Regions from separate parts of the Mus musculus genome. Here region 2 is linked to region 1. The links are chromatin contacts, called in public HiChIP or PLAC-seq maps. All regions are on one chromosome and are shown on one strand. The core of a region is the stretch at or near the end of the contact, and the rest is flanking DNA. Distances in the headings are between cores, read along the strand shown. Region 1 has its middle 16 kb from the start of Exoc6b. Region 2 holds the start of Spr (sepiapterin reductase).

Region 1 (7,656 bases), core at 1,711-4,210:
TTGAGAAAAGTGTCTTCATTCTCGAGCACCAATAGCTTGTCAAGCATCAATAGCTTTCGGAGTTTTAAGAATTAGAAATAATGGGTGAAAGATATAACTCCGTGGTACAGTGCATTTAGCACACCAAAGTACTGTGTTCAGTCTCCAGGAAGAAGGAAAAAAAAAATCACTCCCATGAATCAACTTTGCCAAGATGATCTTAAAACTTTCCAGGTGCCCATCCAGAGGCATGCTTCCAGCCTTCACCCCCTGGAGCTAAAGTGAGGCATCCAATGCGGGTTCTGGGAACCAACTCAGTCCTCTGCAAGAGCAGAATATGTTCTTAACCACTGATCCATCCACTCAGCCTCAGCCTCTCTTCTTGACGTTGCTTTGCTACTGTTCATTCTATCCTCATTCTGTAAGACTCCTCTCCAGAGTCACCCTCTCCTCCGGGTGTCTTTTCCTATGATCTAATTTTCCCTCTTGGCTTAGCCTCTTGTGTACACCCAGAAAGTCCTGTGTGACACTTTCACTGTCACTGTCTCACCCCTTAGATCAATCAGCTCTGCCCTTCACTGCAGAGGAGCTAAGAGCACAAAGATTGGTGTCAAGCACTCTAGATTTGGTCTACTACGCCCTTATCTTGTTTCTCTATCAGTTGCTATGGTAGAATATACTGACAAAAGCAACTTAAGGGAAAAGGGCTTATTCCAGCTCCTGGTTCCAGGTTACAGTCCATGATGACAGAGAACTTGGGATAGGGAGTCAAGGCAATGGAAGTTTACAGTGACTGGTCACATGACACCTGCAATTAGAAAAAGAAGAATAGAACATGTGTTTGCTTGGGCTCAGCTTGCCCTCTCCATTTTGTGTAGTCCAGGATAATGGTCCCACCCCAAATTAATGAGTCTTCCCACATCAGTTTACCTAATCAAGGCAATCCCTCACAGATATTTCTAGAGGCTAGTCCTTTCACAGATATTCTCAAGGTTTACCTTCTAGTTGTTCAGTTGACAGTACTAGTGATCATGGTTCTAGTCCTGTGGTTGGGTAATAAATCCCTAACTAGCTTCCTCTCCCATTTTATGAGGTTGATAATGGTATCTACCTCATAGGGATATAGTGATCATTAGAAACAAAGTACTTAGGGAAAATGTTGATCTTAATATCACCATTCACCTGCTTGGCTCTAACACTTTGACAAAGGGCTTTTAAGTGACATAATAACTTGGAATAACTGACCTTCACTACAAACCTACAAGCCCCACACCATCTCTTCTTCATCTTGCTCTCAATTCCACTCTTGACCCTGGAGTTGGAATTTCAGGCAGTTGTAAGGCATCCAATCTGGATATTGGGAACTGAACTTGGGTCCTCTGAAAAAGCAGTACATGCTCTTAACATACGTTATCTTAGCTATCTTTCCAACCTCTGTCAACATTTTCTTTAAAAAAAAAAAAAAAAAAAAGACATGGTCAAAAACTGGCTGGCCTCAAACTCACTATCCAGCCCAGGATGACCTTGACGACTGATTCTATTGCCTCTACCTCCAGTGCTGGGATTATGTACATGTTGATACGGGAATATTGGGATGTCTTAGAGAGTGATGGAACCTTTCACAGAATTTCAGAAACTCAGCAACTACCAAAACCATCCTGAGTCAGTGCTTTCAGATTCTTGTCTCAAGAATTATGAAATTCGGGGACCACATAGGATGAGTTTTAGAGGGGAATTTTATAAGATAGAGTTTTATAGGTGGTCACTTAAATGGGGAGGGTGTAGGAGAAGAGGGGAAAGAAAGCACACCAGAGCTACAGTTGAGTGGGAGGGTATCTTAGGATTTTACTGCTGGGAAGAGACACCAAGACCACAGCAATGCTTATAAAGGAAAACACTTAGAGCTGGCTTACAGTTTCCGAGATTCGTCCATTATTATCGTGGCAGGAAACATGGCTTTGTGCCAGGCAGACATGGTGCTGGAAAAGGAGCTGAGATCCTGATCTTGATGGGAAGGTAGCAGAAGACTGACTTGAGCTTCTGAGACCTAAAAGCCTGCCACCACAGTGACACACTTCCTCCAACAAGGCGCACCTCCTAATAGTGCTACTCCCCAAGTGTCAAGCATTCAAACACATCAGTCTATGGGGATCGTTCCTGTTCAAACCACCACAGAGGACACTCAGAGAATAGGATCCGATCAATTTACTGGTCTAGGGGCTTTTTAAACTACATATGGAAAAAACTGGGTATGGTGGCTAGTTTTATGTCAACTTGACACAAGCTAAAGTCATCTAAGAGAAGGAAACCTCTGTGGAACCGTGAAGGGTAGCCTGGTTCCCAGTTGAGCTAAGGCTAGAAGCCCTGGTGGCCCAGAAGGGATGGTAGGCACTTTTCCTGATTCCCAGGCACCAGACCTCTGTCACTAGCCGCAGCTAGTGACAAAAATCCATAGATTTATGGCCTTTAATCACATAAGGGCAATGCCCCAAGCCCCTTCACAGGTGGAGGATGTGACCAGTGGTCACATAGACTCAAGACAGATCACCATTTTAATGAGGTACATAAAGGCCAATAAGCTTTCTCCCAGACACTCCTCCCTGCAAAAGGTATTTAACCTCAGGCCCACCCTGAGAAGTGGGGTATGGTTTCACTCATCCATTTTCCACCATAACAAAGTAAATGTCTTAAAACCATGGACTGCCTCTTTTCATTGGAATTAGCCGTGGGAAGCCATGAAGAAGACCTTCTACTACAGAGCTGCTGTCTAATCTTCCGTAGAAGGTCTCTGTGCTCCCATGGCAGGCACCAAGTCCAGGACTGCTCCCCTCTTTTCCCCCTCAGCCCCAGGCTAGATCCAGTCGGCAGGCCCCGACTCCATTCTCTGCTCTTCCGCAGGATCCAGTGGCGCTTGGGTGTCCGAGAGCCTGAGAACCAGACAGACCCAGCCTCATTACAGGCCCAGATACCCCAAAACCAGCTCTGGCTGTCCTGGCCTCAGACTGCGCTTCCCCAATGGTGGAGCGGTGTCCCAGGGCTTCCCTAGGGCACAACAGCGGCCTGCCCAGAGTGTAAGCTCGGTCAACTTTCCACATCCTGCCTCCCAGAGTGGTTGAGCCCTGTGGCGGAGTAGACGCTGGACTGATAACCCTACAAACCTCAACTGAGAACATTTTTCCAAAAGATTGGGTTGTAGGTTTTCTTAGTGATTGGTGTGGCAAGAATTACCACCCCATTATGGTTGTTGCCACCCTTGGGCTAGTGTGCTATAAGAAAGCAGGCTGAGAAATCTGTGGGGAGCAAGCTAGTAAGCCTCGCCCCTTTTTAAAAAATATTTTATTGGTTATTTTATTTATTTACATTTCAAATGTTATCCCCCTTCCCAGTTTTCCCTTTGCAAACCTCCTATGCCAACCCCTCCCCACTGCTTCAATGAAGGTGCTCCCCCACCTACCCACCCACTTCTGCCTCACCACCATAGCATTCCCCTATGATGGGGCATCAGGAACAAGGGCCTCCCTTCCCAGTGATGCTAAATAAGGCCATCCTCTGCTCCATATGCAGCTGGAGCCATGGCCCTCCATGTGTAGTCTTTGGTTGGTGGTTTAGTTCCTGGGAGCTCTGAAGGGTCTGGTTGGTTTTTACTGCTGTTCTTCCTATGGGGTTTTAAGTCCCTTCAGTCCTTCAGCCCTTTTCCTCATTCCTTCATTGAGGTCCCCATGCTCAGTCCAATGGTAGGCTGCGAGCATTCACATCTGGAAAGGCTCTGGCAGAGCCCCTCAGGAGACATTTATATCAGGCACTTCTTGGCATCAGCAATAGTGACTGGGTTTGGTGTCTGAAGATGGGATGGATCCCCAGGTGGGACAGTCTCTGGATGGTCCTTCCTTCAGTCTCTGCTCCTCCACTCTTTGTCCCTGTGTTTCCTTTAGACAGGAGCAATTCTGGGTTAAAATTTTTGATAAGGGTGGGTGGCCCCATTCTACAACCAGGTGTCATGTCTAACCTCTCCATATGTTCTTTACAGGTTCTCTCTCCTCTTTGTTGAGTATTTCAGCTAATGTCATCCCCGTTGGGTCTTGGGAGCCTCTTGCTTTCCTGGCATTTGGGACTTTCTTTTTTTTTTTTTTAAGATTCATTTATTTATTATATGTAAGTACACTGTAGCTGTCTTCAGACAACCCAGAAGAGGGAGTCAGATCTTGTTACGGATGGTTGTGAGCCACCATGTGGTTGCTGGGATTTGAACTCCGAACCTTCGGAAGAGCAGTCGGGTGCTCTTACCCACTGAGCCATCTCACCAGCCCCTATCTGGAACTTTCTGTTCACTACCCCTGTTCCCCATCCCCCATGGTTACACAGCTCTGTTCAATTTCCTGAGAAAATATCATCCTGAATGAGGTAACCCAGTCACAAAAGAACACATGGTATGTACTCCCTGATAAGTGGATATTAGGAAAAAGGCTCAAAGTACCCACAATGCAACTTACAGACCATATGAGGCTGGAGAAGAAGGAGGACCAAGGTGTGGATGCTTCAGTCCTACTTAGAAGGGGAAACAAAACAATCACAGGAGATAGAGACTTAAATAGAGACTTAAGAGGAAGAGAAGAGAGGGAGAGGAAAAGGAGGGGCAGGATCAAATGTGGGAGGAGATGGGAGAGATGTACAGAGGCTACACTCCTTCTTATATCACTTCCTGCCTTCAGGTCTTGTTTGGGTCCCTATCATGACATCCTTCAATGATAAAGTAATATGGAAGCATAAGCCAAACAAATCTTTCCCTCCCTAAGTTACTTTGGTGATAGTGTTTCATCACAGCATAGTGACCCTAAGACAGTAAGGTTAGCTGTGGGGGAGGTGGATGGGGGAGTTGCTGGTCAATTCAGATGGCTCGAATCAGGTTTCCAATGTCAGTCACTCAGTCACAGACAACCTCTAGACAGAGGTGCTTATTCAGGAGATAACAAAGAAACAGGAGCTCTCTTCTGGCATTCTGGCCTCCATCAAAGATAATCTGAGAACTGCTTCTTTGGGATCCCTGCCCTACCTGAGTGAGCAGTTTCTATCTCCTGCTCTGTTGAGCAAGACACCACTTCTAGCTCTAGTAAATGAGTTTCTATAGGAAACATATACCTCCCAACAAGCTATAAGTGCCCTGGGTCATTGATACCCTTCCCTCTGGCTCTTCTCTCAGTTGGGAAGGGACTGTGCGGGCTGGAGGCACTGGAAAGAATACAGTGAACCCTGAGGGGAACTCTGGGCCTTCTTGCTGTGTTTGCTGCTCTAGCATGGTTGGGGACTATGAAGAAACCTCCCTAGAGTCTGACCTCATTGGGTCTCCTGGGTGGTGATGTCACCTGCTGCTATGCCTGGTCCCCGAGTCTCCACTCACACTGACATCACCCCTGTTGTCTTGGGTTCTGTGGTTGCCTGAGACAATTTTCACGATTAGAATATAAAGAGTCTATTCCTCCCTTAGAATCTTTTCCTGTATATGGGCAATTTTTCTCTGCCTCACCCTGACTTCCCTAAAATTATAAGCTCCACTCAGGACTTTGCTCCACTAACAAACTGCCTGGAATTTCTGACACACCAGTCTAAATTGGGAAACACAGGGGATTAAAAAAAAAAAAAAAGTTCCCTAGTGATCTTTGTCGGACTGTAAGAGGGAAAAGTTGAGCAGGAAGAAATTAGGGCATCTCTTCAACTTTTCCAGTATCTGACCTTCACAAGGCTGTCCCTGTTTCATGCTGGAAATTCAAAGTGCTTTCTGACATTACCAAATATTTCTCTGCTCTAATTACTGCTCCATTTCCTAGAATCTGTAGAGATGTGTCTTTGGGTATGCTTTTCCCCTAAGGACTAGCAGCCTTATACAGCTTTGGGATGGGGCTACTTGAGGTAAATCAGAGCTAGGACTTTCGGCCAATTCCAGGGGAGCAGGCAAAGGTCTAAGAACAAGTTGATCTTCTGTAGCAAGCAATGATGCAGTGACTCACACTGATGCAATAAAGCCTCCATAAAACCCCAACAGGACAGGTTATTATGGGAGCAGCCAGATGCTGAACACATGAAAATTCCTAAGTAAGTGCTATGTCTGCAGCTACAGAGGGGATTAGCCATGCTCCTCCCCGGCTTCTTCCATCCCTGGCTTAAGGGAACCAGAGTCATATACTTATAACTCATGTTGTAACTTCGCTAAGCAGCTAAACTCCTACTGCATGGTAACTCTAAGGTTGGGCGGTATGATAAGATCAAGGGCCTGCCAATCAGGCACAAAGCAACTCTAGTTATAACTTGATGTCATATCTTGAACAATCGCTAAAGCAATGAGCTCAGTGATTCCTCCCTTTAAAAGTTGGCTGCCTCCCACTACAAATGGCAAGGGTGACTACGGAGCGTTTCATTTAAAATCTATCTTAGTGCTTTTCTATTAAACCTGAAAAAAAAAATAGTATTTAAAAACAGTAAGTGATCAAAACCTATATAGAAATATCTGGTGCTTTGGAACTGGGAGAGAAGGCTCAATCATTAAATACATTTGCTCCACTCTTGCAGAGGACCTAGGCACAATTCTCAGAATCTACATGATAGCTCACGATCATCTGTAATTCCAGTTCCAGGGAATCTGGCACTTTCTTCTGGTCTTCACAGGCACGAGGCAAGGACATACACATACATGCAGGTAAAACACTCATGACCATTCTGATATGATTAAGGGGAAAGTGGTTATTGTACATACAAGAGATAGAATATCCAGAGGCATCTGGAAAAGTCTAAAACAGGGAGAGAGAGAGAGAGAGAGAGAGAGAGAGAGAGAGAGAGAGAGAGAGAGAGAGCAGGGAGAGCAAAGAGTGCAGGAAAGCAGAGACAGGGAAAGAAAGACAGAAGCAGAGAGATTGAGAGACAGAGATAGACAGAGAGACAGAAAGTAGCTAAAATTATAAGGGGTGAATAAGGAGAAAGAGTAACTGAAGGAAAGAAGCCCATGAGCGGGAAGGAGTTTAGGGTAGGGGAGAAAGAAGGTGAGAAAGGCAGGGAAGATCCACAACAAGTAACAGATACCTGTGACACTGAGGGACCCTGGAGGCCAACATGTACTTTGGTATGCTAATAATAAGCACTGCAAATAGCCATTTGTCCCTTCCGGAATTTAGGGAAATGAAATTTCCTGTGAACCTGCAACACACACACATAAAATAAAAATCAATTAAAATACTAAGTTCCCAGTGCTAGTCCCTATCACTCAAGCACAAGCAGAAAGGGTTTAGCAGAGTCAGGGGTTGTCAACACTTGGGTCAGGGATATCCCTGTTTTAGAAGGTCTGTGGCCTATGTCAGTCAGGTTCCATCTTATGGTTCATTCATCCGAGGCCTTATATAGGAATATTTATTTAGCTACCATGCTGAGTTGGAGAATCCAGAGTCTAGAAGAGCCTCCATGACCAAGAATTCCCTCAGTTGTTTTATGGCTGGGGTCCCCGAAGATAAGGAGCCATCCTTGCAGTGACTAGAAGGGCTCCTGATGCCTGGACTTAGCATTAAGCCACAGGAATTGGACATTTTGAGGGAGAGTTGGGCCTCAGAGGGGGAAACACTACATTCACATGAGGCTAGTTTTCGAAGAGTTATCAGATGCAGGTTTAAAAAGATCTTGAAGGACTGAATGTAATTC
Region 2 (6,904 bases), core at 2,183-4,682, 53 kb after region 1:
CCTGCTGTGTGTGAATGGTAGAGCCGAGTCAGGACTGGCCAAGGCTCTACCACGTTGCCTGTTAAACGTCTTTCTTTTTTTCAGTTATGTTTTCTCTCTGTATTCTTGAACTTGGGGACCCTCCTACTTTAGTCCTCCAGTGCTTGGACTGCAGGTGAGGACTGCCATACCACGTTATGACTGAGCTTTGGGTTCAAAGCTAAGTCTATTAAGCATTGTGTAAAATCAAGTCATCCTCTGTTGTCTAGGTAACACCGCTTGCTGACTTCCCATTGTACTAACAGATAGGTAACCTTGCAGGTTCCCCACTCCACCTACAGCCAACCAGGGGGCAGGTGAGACCTTCAGCATCTTCAAACCCTGACAAGCAGTTAGGTGCGTGTCACAACCTTGGTTTTCTCCTTACTTCAAGACCTCCTCTTAGACTTCTGATAAATTCATCTGGCTGCACTTTTCTGGGCCTGCAGAGCTTCCCCAAACCCCTGGATGGGCTGCTTAGTTGCTCTAGTGCTTCCTGTACAAGCCTGAGGACCTGAGTTCAAATCCCCAGTAAAAAGCTGAGTGTATGGGATAGAGAGATAGACGGCTCCCTGCTAAGAGCAGCTCCTGTTCTTGCAGAGAACTGGGGTTTGAGTCCCAGTCCCAACTAGGCAACTGACAAGTATTTGTGACTCCAGTTAAACACGATGTGTTGTCCTCATCTGGCCTGTGCAGGTACTGCATACATGTGATAACCACTGTTCAAGCAAAACACACACACACACACACACACACACACACACACACAACACACACAGAGGGAGTGAGCCGGGGTGGGAGGGAGGGAGAGAGAGAGAGAGAGAGAGAGAGAGAGAGAGAGAGAGAGAGACAGACCTGTCACTTTCTAACAAGCTTTGTCACTCTTACTTGCATTTCTGGAAAATGTCTCCTGTTTGCTTATGGAATTGTGAAACCTCCCAAAATTTAATGGCGTTTTAGGGGCAGAAAAATCACAAGGCCTGGAAGAGCACTTGGCTAACATTTGGAAGTCCTTCAGCCAGACCCTCCCCTGTTCCTCTCGCTCTCTTGTGTTTTGAGACTCTCTTGGAGCCCGTGCAGGCTCTGACTTGCTGTGTCCTCAGGGCTGGCTTTGAGCTTCTGCTCAGTTCTCAGCTGTTCTGCCTTGCCCCGTTTTATCTCCTTGAGCACCACTGGGCAGAGGCTTGCTCTCTTTCCTAACAGACATCTCCATCTTTGTAACCTGTTAGAAGATTCTTCCAGAGACTGAAATGAGAACTAGGCTGGCCCTGTTGTCTCCAGGCTCAGGGGGAGGTTCTCAGTTCCTCCATGAAAACTGAGGCAGCCTCCAGAGAGCTAACTTAGCTCTGGGCCCTTCTGGAACTGGCTCCCCTCCTGGCTGTGGTTTACACGTGATCGCTGCTGTCTGAAGGCGCCTAGGCTGAGCTCAGAGCAGGTGAGCTGGATATTGGAACAAGAAATATCTTGCATGTGTGCATAGGGCAGGTGCTACATGAGATGAGGAAACATAGTATAGATCAAGAAGTTAGAGGCAAACTTGGATCCTGGTCCTGCCTCCCTCCAGCGTTAGACAGACCATTTTGCCTGTGTCTCCAGAATCCTGTCCTAGTCCAAAGAGGTACAGACAATTGGATCTCACCCCTTAGCTGCTCATTCTATTACATGTTGCTACCTTTTAAGCAGAAATCACAAGTTTAGAAGAAAGGCACAGTGGCATCTTAATAGGCTAGAGGGACAAGACAAGGTCTCAGAAGTCCTCGTACCCTAAATGTCCATAAGAACAGCGGCCCTGTCTTCTCCATGCTAGCACCCTCTGCATTCCACTCAGCGTCCAGCACGGCTCAGCCTGAGGTGCTCACCACTCACCACTATCTCTTTGCTTGTCTTTGAACATTCCATGTGTCCATCCTCCATACAGCTTTATTGGGTGTCGGGCACACATGGAGGAACAGTATGTGTCCCTTGAGGGACAAAAGCAGACAGCTGAACATATAAAGGCATTTTGTTTTTTTCAGTTTTAGTCTTAATGCATTTTATGTGTCTGGATGTTTATCCCACCTGCTAATCGGACAAGTCCTGAGGCTGAGTACCTCGGCCCCTGACTGCTCCAACGTCTTGGGAGTCTGTATTTTTCTTACGAAGTGAGGAGTCATTACCAGAGGTAGTAGGGGCCCGATAGTCTTTGGATTCTTTGTGTGTGTGTGTGTGTCACATTTTTTAAATTTATTTTTTATTAGATATTTTCTTTATACACATTTCAAATGCTATCCCGAAAGTTCCCTATACCCTCCCTCCGCCCTGCTCCCCTACCCACCCACTCCTGCTTCTTGGCCCTGGCATTCCCCTATACTGGGGCATATAAGGTGTCTTTGGATTCTTTATGGAGAATATAGATCAGGTTCCCCTCCTTGCCTAGCCCCCAGAAAGGTACCAGCTAAGTCTAGGGACAGCACTGTCAGGAGCACCCACCTACCTGGAGCATAGCTCAGCACCCGCACACTCGGTTCCTCAGCAGCCAGGACCTGGTAGAGCATGTCTCGGGCAGCCTTCCCCGCACAGTACAGACCCCAGCCTTTGTAGGGCTGCAGGGCACACAGAGATGAGATGTTAACCACAGTCTTGCTCAGGCCAGGGCTATCCTGGAAGGCATTCAAGGTGCCGGAAGTCAAACAGAGCATGGAGGTCAGGTTCAGAGCCCAGTAGTTGTTCACCTCAGCTAGGTCATTCACGTTGAGGAAGCCTTTGGAAACATCCCCAAGAGTGGCTGAAAAAAAAAAAAAACGGGACCAAAGAAATGACACAACTGGGGCACTCTTCTCCCTCAGCCTTCCACAGTTCCTCCTCATAGGCTATCTCTCTGCCCCAGCTCTGCAGACACCCCTAATGCAAGCAAAGAATACTGTAGTAAAGCAGAGTGATTTGTTCAAAAAGTCTTGACTCACACATCCGCCAGGAGGCACTGTCGCCCCGTAGTGACACTGATACACCCTCCCTCCTCTTGGACTTTGGACTTTTAGGGACTTGCCCTTCACCTACCCAAAAGCCTATGAGGTAAGAGCTCGCAGCCGGGGTCTGGACGGGACTCTCACCTGCGTTGTTGATGAGCAGCAGGCGCTGCAGCCCCTCGGGCCTCGGGAGCTCGCGTACTGCGCTCAGCAACCGCTGCACGCCAGCCTCGGTGCCCAGATCGGCGGCTGCCAGCACCACTTTCAGGTCAGGCTGCTGAGCGCCCAGCTCCTCCTTCAGTTGCCGCAGCATCGACTCACTGCGTGCGCTTACGAGCATCACGGAACCGGGAGACAGCAACCGGGCCAGCTGCGGGGCCAGGGCGCGACCAAAGCCCCGGGAGGCCCCGGTCAACACGCACACAGCGCAGCCCAGCCCGCCTGCCTCCATGCCTGGAACTCAGACTCATGCGCAGCTACTGAACCAGGACGGGGCGGAGCCTATTCTTGGCTTGGGACGGCGGAAGTTCGGGCCAGAATCCACTGGTGTTTGGGCGGGGGAAAAAAAAGCCAGGCAGCCGGGCCTCGGCAGGAAATCCTAATCCCCTTCCCAGCGCTTCCGGGTTCCCCTTGAGCGCCACTCCCACAAACTCAGCCCCTTTCTGAGAGGCGCGTTCTCAATTTCCACCCTGTTCCAGGATCAGCTTCCTCCTCCAGGGTTAAGGTTTGTCTTTATCCATACAGGACATACCAGTTAGAGACCAGTGACAGCCTTGGATGAAGTGTGTAGAGCTTGTGGTCCCTTTGCACTCTGATTAACAGAAGCCTTCTCTGGAAAAGCACAGCAGCTTCCCCAGGAGGTGCTAGGCAGACAGAACCAGAAAATGAAGAGCACACACAGGGGAAGAGAAAGGCTGAGAATCACAACAATCTCACGAACAAGACTCATCACCGTCAGTGAAAACGCTTGGTTCCTTGGGACCTGTGTACTTATCCTTCAACCTGCGTCATGCACTCTAGAAACAACTTCATAATCTCAAATGGGAAAGAAAAATATCCCAGCTCTCTGGAGATGTCTGAGGAGGACAGCAGAGAAAGACATAGAGATTGCTTTGATCCATTTTTAGTCTGAGGTGAGCTAGAGTCCATCGGAATTACAGGCAGGCAGGCCAGCGGCTAGCTCCTCTTTGTTTCAGAAAGTTCAAGTGGTAGGACTAGTCACTTAGCCTGGTCAGATTGGGAAACCAGCAATCAGTAGGGGCCATTCTCAAGTTCCAATTTTTTTTTTTTAAATTGAATGAGGCTTTTGTCCTAGGCCAACGAAATAGGGGACCTAGAGCGATGCAAATCCTGTAGGCCTATATGAGAAGAGAGCCGGAATGTCTCTCTATAGGTTTTTAAAAAACACTGTCTTGTGCCAAATCAACACGTCATTAATGCCTTTTCTCTATGCCAAAGTTCCCTTTCAGCAGAACTGTATATTTAAAACTACTTACTTACCACTAATCTATTGGATTTGTTATCTTATTTCCAAAGTAGTTGAAGGATCTTCAACAGACATAGTGAGTTCAAGGCCATCATGCTGAGTTTGAACCCCAGAACCGACATTAAAAACACTAAGTGTGACCAGGCAATGGTGGTGCTCCTAGCACACAGGAGGTAGAGGCAGAGGCAGGAGGATTTCTGTAAGTTTGCATCAGCCTGGTTTACAAAGCCAGTTCTAGGACAGACAGCCAGGGCTACACAATGAAACCCTTTCTGAGCCACGTGGCTGCAATGAAACCTTTAATCCCAGCAGTCTGGATACAGCAGTAGGAGACTCCGAGCTTGAGGCCAGTCTGGTCTACAGAGTGAGTTCCAGGCCAGGCAGGGCTACACAATGAGAAACGCTGTCTCAAAAACAAAAAACAAAATTAAAAAACAAAAAACAAAAGCAAAACTTTTTGAAAGATGGACAGGCATAAAGAACTATACACATTGTCCTCTGGCCTCCACCTCCAACTCATCCACTGACAAAGGAATAAGCACACACAGACATACAGACAAAGCCAGGAAAAGAAGAATTTTTTTAAACCAAAGTAAGCATACAGGGTCCTGTTTACATCTCTCCTTTAAAAAAAATCATTTATTTATTTAATGTATGTGAGTACACTGTCCCTTTCTTCAGACATACCAGAAGAGGGTATCAGATCCCATTACAGATGGCTATGAGCCACCATGTGGTTGCTGGGAATTGAACTCAGGACCTCTGGAAGAGCAGTCAGTGCTCTTAACCGCTGAGCCATCTCTTCAGGCCTTATATCTCTTTTTTTTTAAGTATCTTTTTAACATCTTTTTATTTGTTTGTTTGTTTGTTTTTTATGTATATGGGTTTTAGCCTGCATGTATGTCTGTGCACGACATGTGTGCAATGCAAAGTGGTGGCCAGAAGAGGGCCTCTGCTTCCCCAGGGACTGCAGACACAGTCTGCTATGTGGCTAGTGGGAATTAAAACCAATCCTCTTGAGGAGTAGCCTGCTGTTCTTAACTACTCCCATATCTCTCCAGCCCCAGTTTCATCTTTTAAACAATAAAACAAAATGGTAGAGTTTGGTGATGCTGCTTGTAATTTCAGTAATTTCAGGAGGATCAAAACAAAACAATATAACAAAAAGCCCATTTAACAATGTGATTTTACTTCCAATATATAAGAAAGATGCAATGATTAAGGGGTGGGGGGTTGTTAATGTTAGAAATTGATACACATGGCCTTCTTTTTGCCCCAGTGCAGGGCCATCTGCCTTGGCTTCTCTGAGGTGCCTGGTCCCATGCTGCATGGAAGTGAGACATCCAGGTGACCCACAGGGTTGACAAAGCTGGGATCTCATTGCCAGGCCACCAATTGGAACCTACTCTGTAGCAATGAGACTCCCCCAAACCATCCAGCATCCATGGAAGAACTTCCTGGAGTTCTCAGCATTATCACCCTGCCTGAGTCTTCTAAGTCTTACCTACCAGGATGCTCCTGCAGAAAGGAGGTCAGGCCTTGCAAAGGGCCACCTGGGGCTGAAGTCGACCATGGACTTCATCGCTATATTTAGGATAATGCAAGTGCACTCCCACATGATATATTTAATCTGTGTCCTTGTGCACATGCATGTGTGTGCTCAACTTTATGTATACATAGTGTGTGCCGACACATGTACTTCAGGCTCAAATGCCATTTCACAGGTGCTGGACACCTGGACTTTTGGACACAGGCTTTTGCAAAGCCATTGAGGTTGAAATGCACCTGCCTAGCCGGATGATGGTGGCACACGCCTTTAATCAGGAGGAAGAGGAGGATCTCGGTGAGTTCTGGGAAAGCCTGGTCTACAGAGTGAGTTAGTCAGGGCTCAGTATAGAAAGACTGTCTCAAAAAATAAAAATAAAAAAAAGGGGAGGTATGTCTGTCTCCATGTCAAAGTTCTAGGTGACAAGCTTTATTCAGCATGCTGCCTCTCCCCTCGCAGTCTGGGGGAATAAACTCAGACCTCACATGGGAAGCAGGTATTGTTTGCACAGGAAGTCATTGTCCCAGCCTTCTTGTGCTACTCAGTCTCACCCAGGCTGCAGATGTCACACTCTTGACTTGCAGCCCAGCCAATTGAGGGCCAGGAAGAGCAAACAGTGTGTCTATGCAACTTCTTCCACGGACATTCCAAGGCAGCCCAGGAATGGAAGGAGTTTTGTTCCCTTATTATGGTGTGCATGAGAAAAAGGAAGGACAATATCATATTAGGTAGGCGTTCCAGTGCACTCCCCCATCCCCCACCTCCCACCCATTGTTGGTATGAGTTGAAGCAGGGACTCCAGCAAACCAGGTGCACTGACTGACGCGGTGCTGCTGTAGAACGGCCAAAAGGGGGCAGTAGAACATCAGTTTCTGACTGGTTGCAGCAACCTTCTTATTGGCAAAGGGT

What was found. HiChIP or PLAC-seq counts read pairs in DNA pulled down with a chosen protein or histone mark.
Region 2: an H3K4me3 HiChIP or PLAC-seq map of embryonic stem cells shows a contact between it and region 1, with 26 read pairs. The contact joins the promoter of Spr here to the enhancer-like site in region 1. A contact is called at or near these places in 2 of 15 datasets of contacts at CTCF or cohesin (CD8 T cells and the NIH/3T3 cell line), 5 of 484 Hi-C or Micro-C datasets (the HL-1 cell line, LSK cells, double positive thymocytes and 2 more), 3 of 115 datasets of contacts at active chromatin or transcription factors (embryonic stem cells and pancreatic cancer cells) and 1 of 9 other capture datasets (adipose tissue).

The regions. Positions count from the first base shown.
Region 1 is chr6:85,081,536-85,089,191 of GRCm38.p6, forward strand. No RefSeq gene overlaps it. Among named protein-coding and RNA genes, the nearest start is that of Exoc6b, 16 kb to the left of the region's middle. Within about 2 kb of position 2,961, at least 5 of the 459 cell types and tissues checked have an H3K27ac peak or open chromatin away from gene starts, as enhancers often do. A contact at or near this core is called in embryonic stem cells, where this site is marked.
Region 2 is chr6:85,134,332-85,141,235 of GRCm38.p6, forward strand. It overlaps Spr (sepiapterin reductase), which reads right to left and starts at 3,433. Exons shown (of 3, transcript NM_011467.2): 1 at 3,108-3,433; 2 at 2,492-2,782. The coding sequence starts at 3,414. Gm10444 (a long non-coding RNA gene) reads left to right here and starts at 3,603. Exons shown (of 3, transcript XR_001785286.2): 1 at 3,603-4,096; 2 at 5,729-6,292.